Linked DNA regions of Xenopus laevis: region 2 is linked to region 1. A link is a contact called in public Hi-C data. All regions are on one chromosome and are shown on one strand. Each heading gives the region's core, a stretch centred on a gene start, on an enhancer-like site or on the middle of the called end of the contact. The rest is flanking DNA. Distances are from core to core; before and after follow the strand shown.

Region 1 (2,994 bases), core at 85-2,584:
ACAAAAATCAAATGTATATTAGAGGGCATATACAGGTCATGGAACTTCTAATATCCTAATATTTTTACAGATGTTTCTTAACCTTTATTTTTTTAGGAGACCCAAATTAAGTCAGGTTTTCAGATAAGTTAGCACAAAAATGTACCGGTATGGGATCTGTTTTACAGAAATCCGTTATCCAGAAAGCTCAGAATTATGGAAAGGTGGTCTCCCATATACTCCATTTTATCCAAATAATCAAAATGTTTACAAATTTCCTTTTTCACTGTAATAATAAAACAGTAGCTTGTACTTGATCCCAACTAAGATATAATTAATCCTTATTAGAAGCAAAACCAGACTATTGGGTTTATTTAATATTACCTGATTTTCTAGTAGACTTCAAGGTATGAAGATCCAAATTACAGAAAGATCTGTTATCTGGAAAACCATAGGTCCTGAGCATTCTGGATAACAGGTCCCATACCTGTACAGTATTAACAGAAGCAGTCATAAAATCCCCACTAATCACATTCGCTCTATGAGCATAAGGTGCTGTGCGCAGTGATTCCCACAGGGTGAGCTGCGTAACTACGGAGGTGATGGTATAGCAACCGACCTCTAGAATCCTAGTGCCCCCAGTGGTATAATATACTCACTAGACGTGAGACATGGAAGGCGGAAGCGTTGCGGAAGCGTTTTTCACAAGTCGCTCTGAGAGGAAGCCAGTTTGGCGAGGATGCCGTCGCTCTGAATTTGCGGAAGCGTGTCACTGATATGCACATTGGACTCAAAGGGACGCCGAGGAACTGAAAGCGCAATATGGAATGCACAGGACACTTTTTTTCAATGCGTTTTGACAACGGATGTTTGGGAGTGTGATTTTAATTATTTATTAAACTTGTGAAAAACGCTTCCGCACATGTCCATTTATCTCTCCACGTTAAGCGGATTAAGAAGTCGTCTCAGAACAGGAAGAAATAGATTTTAACCAACGCCTTCCTTCTCTCACGTCTAGTGAGTATAATATACCACTGGGGGCACTAGGATTCTAGAGGTCGGTTGCTATACCATCACCTCCCTAGTTACGCAGCTCACCCTGTTGGAATTTGGGGACACCATAGCATAGATTCAAACTTATATTTTTTTTTTAAACGGCTTCCTAAGTTTTGTCAAGCAATAACTTTTTGAACAAAGCAAAGCTCAGGAAATAGTTTTTCACTGAAATTGAGGTTATTACACTGTCCCTTTAACGACTGGTTACATTCTTTCCAGCTGGTTAGGCAGACATGTACATATCTAGTGCTTTAGTTCTGCCTCTCCGTAACAGGGTTCACGCTGGAGCATCACTAGTGATGTAATTCGGGTTAAGAGCAGGTCAGGAATGCCACACGCATTGTCTTATGAATGAAAGAACTTGCACGCCCACAACTGCTGCCCTTGATTTTGCAGAGCCATATTGGTGCACGGATCTGTTTAAAAGAAGGCAATAAAGACGGCACCCTCTGTACAGTTACAATGCCACGGGAATTGTAGAGAATACAATTCATTGCTTTTTTTTTTTTCCATTTTGCAATCAATGTTTTAGCCGGGCTAATCAGCTCGTTTTATAGCGACCCTTTAAATCATAAGCTCTTGCAAGTAGGATAACTTTTATTATAAACTATTGTAAAGCACTGCATAACTTGCTGGAGCTATAGAAATAAATGATGATGACAATTTTATTCCTGTTTCCGTGAAGAACAGTGACAGCGAGATAATAGACAAGCTGGTAAAACTCATCCAGGCCACTTGTTCACATGTCTATATATTAAGCGGAAATGGCAGCATTGACAATGTCGCCACATACAGGAGTACTGAGTAGGTGCTAGGAAGCCAAAATTCAGCAAGCCAGGAAAGACAGAAGCTCTACAGATCTATAGGTTTAAGGTGGCCATACACGGGCAGATAAAGCTGCCGATATCGGTCTTTGGACCAATTTGACAGCTTATCTGCCCGTGTATGGGGGCTTCCGACGGGTCTTCCCGATCGATATCTGGCCATGATATAGATCGGGAAGGTTTGATTTTTAACCGACCCGTCGGAGCCCCTTGGCGTATCGTATTTTGATCGTTCGGCCATACGGAATTACCCCCGATATAGCCATGCCGTTAGTGGCATATCGGGGAAAGATCCGCTCGTTTGGCGAAGTCGAAGTGTATGGCCAGCTTTAGAGCATGTGTGTGTTAGAGGCAATTATGACCATAGCAACCCATAAATATATTGTAGAATCAATCTTATACTTCTGAACCCAAGAAAGGCTTTGTTGTGTATTTGCTCAATGAAACCAAGCATTCCACCATCTTTCCATAACAACATAGATGTCAATAGGCACCAACATTCCATCTACATTTTTTTAGGCTGTTGGCAAAAATATATGTTATGTGCATACTTTTATGTGTGCAGTTTTATTGTTTGAGTCTAGGCCAATTATGTGGGTGCATACAAACATTTTTAGGCAGTGCAATTTGTGTTTTTTTTTGTGCTGGTATCATGTAATATAAGTGTATTAAAATAGTTACATTTTAATTTGTGTATGGGCTGTGTTGCATTGAACTGATATAGTATGGACTATACCAATTTAGCATGCACCTATACTGAATACTTGATTGAGTCTGTTCCCTATTTTATCTATTCTAGCAGTACTGGAATGTCCGCTTATTGATTCTTTGAGACTACTGTGAGGTCAGCACTCATCCTTTGATATAAATAGCACTCAGTGACAGTTTTGTGACTCCTTGAAAGGAATTCCTGAAGGCTTTTGCTTTCACCGCTAACTAAAATCAAAATGGCATGAAGGTACCAGTGCCTTCCTTTAGTATTTAGCAGAGAGAGAGGTACCCTGCATGTGGGAATTCTTTCTGTCCTCCAGAAAAACACAGAATTTACCCTTGGACTCATTGGGGACCCTACCAGCAGACTGGTACTTCTATTCTTTAATAGAAATGATTGTGTTTGAACATCCATGGGTATGAC
Region 2 (3,275 bases), core at 661-3,160, 94 kb before region 1:
TTTTACTGCCCTTTAAAGGGATGGTTCACCTTTACGTTAACTTTTAGGGTGGTGGCACACACTCAGATTCGGGGAGATTAGTCCCCCAGCAACAAATCACCTCTTCTTCTGGCGACTAATCTCCCTGAAATGCCTTCCCGTCGTCTCGAATGTGAATCGCCGGCGTGATAGCACTCGGATCACCTCGTTTTCTGAAGTTGCCTCATGAGGAAACTTGAGGCGACTTTGGAAAGCCGAAGCGATCCCAATGCCATCTCGTTGGCTATTCACATTCTAGATGGTGGGAAGGCTTTTCAGGGAGATTAGTTGCCCGAAGAAGAGAGAGATTTGTCGCTGGGCGTCTTTAGTGATAGCCAAGAGCCAATTACTTAGAAATTACTTAATTGGCCACAAATTTTGAGGCTAACTGAAGTCTGAAACAAAAGCCCCATTTGTTTGTTTATGTTAGGCTTTTGGACACCTCCGCCCCTGAATGTTTCTTTATGCACTCAAAGGATCACGCCTGCAAAAAAAATAAACAGACTAGTTATACAATTATAAAACATACAGGAATTATACCACCAAGTGGGTGAAAGGTGTATGTTTTCTCTAAAAAAGAAGTATAAATACACCTTGCACAATCAATGAATTATGAAGTAGCCAAGTTTGGAAGAAACCCCAGAGTGTGGGTAATAGATAGGTATTCACCAGGACAAAAAGTTTTAGTGTGAGAATCTTTTAAAGTGGACCTGTCACCCAGACACACAAAGCTGTATAATAAAAGTCCTTTTCAAATTAAACATGAAATCCAATTTTTATTTTTTATTAAAGCATTCATAGCTGTTGTAAGCTCATTTAAAAATCTCAGTTGTCAATCAAATATTGTCTGCCCCTCCTCTATACCTTAGGCATAGAGGCGGGGCAGACAATTACTTCCTAGATGTCACTGCTCTCCACACATTCCCCCTCTTTCTTCCCTGTTTAATTGTGTAGCCAGGGCATGGTGGATGGACATCGGGTCCCCCATTCTGTTGCACAAACAAGATTCTGAGATGATGCAAGGTAGAGTTCTGAAGCGGGTCGGATACCCTCGGGTTACCTGCAAAAAAAATGGGCACTCTGCGGAATGAAGGGAGGATTTTCAGGTGCGGGTATAGCCGCGGGTCTGTGCGTCATGGGTCTGGTTGCGGTTCTCATTTAAATTTCTTATCTTATCTAATATTGTCTATATTTTACTGCCTTTAAAGTTTTACAAAACTTGTTTCTGTCCCTACCCACTTTGATGACATCACTTCCGCTTTGCAGCACCATCACTTCCTGCTTGATGGTGGTTGGCGGGTTGTGTTGCGGTAAAGGCAGTTGCAGGTCCGAGTCGGGTAGCGGATCAAAGTGGGTAAATATGCGGGTTCGGGTCAGGTCCGGGTCTTAGAAATTAGTTCCGTGCAGAACTCTAATGCAAGGCTTGTTTTAATAACAGTGTCTGCAAAATGGCTCCTGCCTGCTTGCTATAATTATGAATTCCCAGACTGAAGGAAACAAGATTCAAATTATTTATATAGTGTAATCAAAGTTCATTTAGCTTGACTAATGTGATAAAATAGAATTTTGAATAATTTTTTTGGGTGACGGGTCCCCTTTAAATGAACGCAGCAGTGAATAAAAACAAAAAAACAAACAGTCATTAATTAGAACATGGATGGCCCAACATGTTTCGTGCCAATGGAGGCATTTAATAATAGGCTCATAGACCCCCATGTCATAATTGGCTTTGTTTTGTCAGTGGGAGAACCACAGCCTGTATATCCCTATGTCTGTCTTTCCAATAACAAGGCTGTACCCACACACAATTGTGGAAGGAAGTTGTGGCTTGTGTGACTAGTGGCTGTAACAGTTGTGGTCAGAGACTGTGTCCTGCCATCTGGCCACTCTTGGAAGCGGACACACACACACAAGCAGGTATATACTGCAAGTGACCATCTGCTGACCCCTGTATTTACCCCCTGCAGGGCAGGAGGAGCTGACCCGTGCCAGGTTAAACATTAGAAGACCTTCCCATTGTTTGCATTGGAACCCCTACTGTATGCTGACCAACTGTATCAGTGAGGTTTCATTAACCCTCTCACTGTGCTGCTTACAACCTTGTATCTTTAAATAGCAAAAGTAGCAGAAAAAAACGAAAGCAAAAAGGATATCCTAAGGAAATGTTTATTTTATATTTTTTTTTAAGCATCCACAAAAGCTTCTAATTCATTTTTTTTTTAATGTGGGTGTTATTTCTTTAAAAGCAACTCAATAAGACAAACCTGTGTTTAAAGGGAAAGATTTTGTGAAAAGAGCCCAAATCTGCTATTTCCCTAACCTATATGAAATTGTGTTGATGTTTTGCAGCGCTGGTACTCCTGTGGTTTAAATGTATCTTGCCTTCTCTTTAGTGGGGTTTTCCCGCATTCATTCATTTTGCAATGATCTGTAAATGTATGTATCCTTTGATGAAAAATTACCCAGATGTGTGTAAATAGACCCATGGTCCTGTATAAAGTAAATACAGGCTAATAGAACCTTTCCTCTCTCCAGCAGGGAACATGCCTGACCTTTCATCTGATGGATTTAAAATGAACTCCCTGGTTGGTAAGTGTAACAACCTACCCCCTAGCCCTGTCCATGATAAGAGCAGCTGCTATGGTTCATTTATTTGAATTTGTGTAGGAGGTGCAAGGGTTAGGCTCAGAAACCACAATCAGCAGCTCACTGGCTGTTAAAGGACAAGGAAAGGCAAAAAAATAAAATCCCATTTTTACTTTCTTTAATTAAAAAGAAACCTATCTCCAATATACTTTAATTAAAAAATGTGTACCGTTTTTATAAGAAACCTGACTGTATGCAGTGTAATTCTCCCTTCATTTACTGTTGTGGATAGGAATTGTCAGACGGTCCCTAACTGCTGAGCAGGGAAACAATCATACTTATGAACAGCAGGGGGAGCCTTCGCCTTAATTCCCAGCCATGCAGAACTCAAGCAGCTTTGTTTATGACGATCCCTAAGCAGCCCAGACCACGCTGAGCATGTGCACTTAGTCTTAGTCTTGCAAAGATGTTTAACAAAGTTACAAGATGGTGACCCCCTGTAGCCAACTTTGAAAGCTTAAATCATTTGTTTGATTAGGCTTGTGGTGCAGTAAGTTCATGCTTATGTTTAGTATACAAAATACAGCATTTCTAGCCTTATTCTATTTTAGACTTTCCTTGTCCTTTAAAGTGCTCTGGTGGATGATGGGAGTTGTAGTTTAGCAGCAGCA

The links. Hi-C and Micro-C count contacts between places; a contact is called where the count stands out from the background.
Region 2: a Hi-C map of the XTC cell line shows a contact between it and region 1, with 2.2 times the contacts expected there. The contact joins two enhancer-like sites. A contact is called at or near these places in 2 of 4 Hi-C or Micro-C datasets (the XL177 cell line and the XTC cell line).

What each region holds. Positions count from the first base shown.
Region 1 is chr8L:17,868,086-17,871,079 of Xenopus_laevis_v10.1, reverse strand. All of the region lies in intron 3 of nr6a1.L (nuclear receptor subfamily 6 group A member 1), which reads left to right. Among protein-coding and RNA genes, the nearest start is that of LOC108698235, 38 kb to the right of the region's middle. Within about 2 kb of position 1,334, at least 2 of the 7 cell types and tissues checked have an H3K27ac peak or open chromatin away from gene starts, as enhancers often do.
Region 2 is chr8L:17,962,461-17,965,735 of Xenopus_laevis_v10.1, reverse strand. It overlaps nr6a1.L (nuclear receptor subfamily 6 group A member 1), which reads left to right. Exons shown (of 11, transcript XM_018229561.2): 3 at 2,554-2,607. Among protein-coding and RNA genes, the nearest start is that of nr6a1.L, 47 kb to the left of the region's middle. Within about 2 kb of position 1,910, at least 1 of the 7 cell types and tissues checked has an H3K27ac peak or open chromatin away from gene starts, as enhancers often do.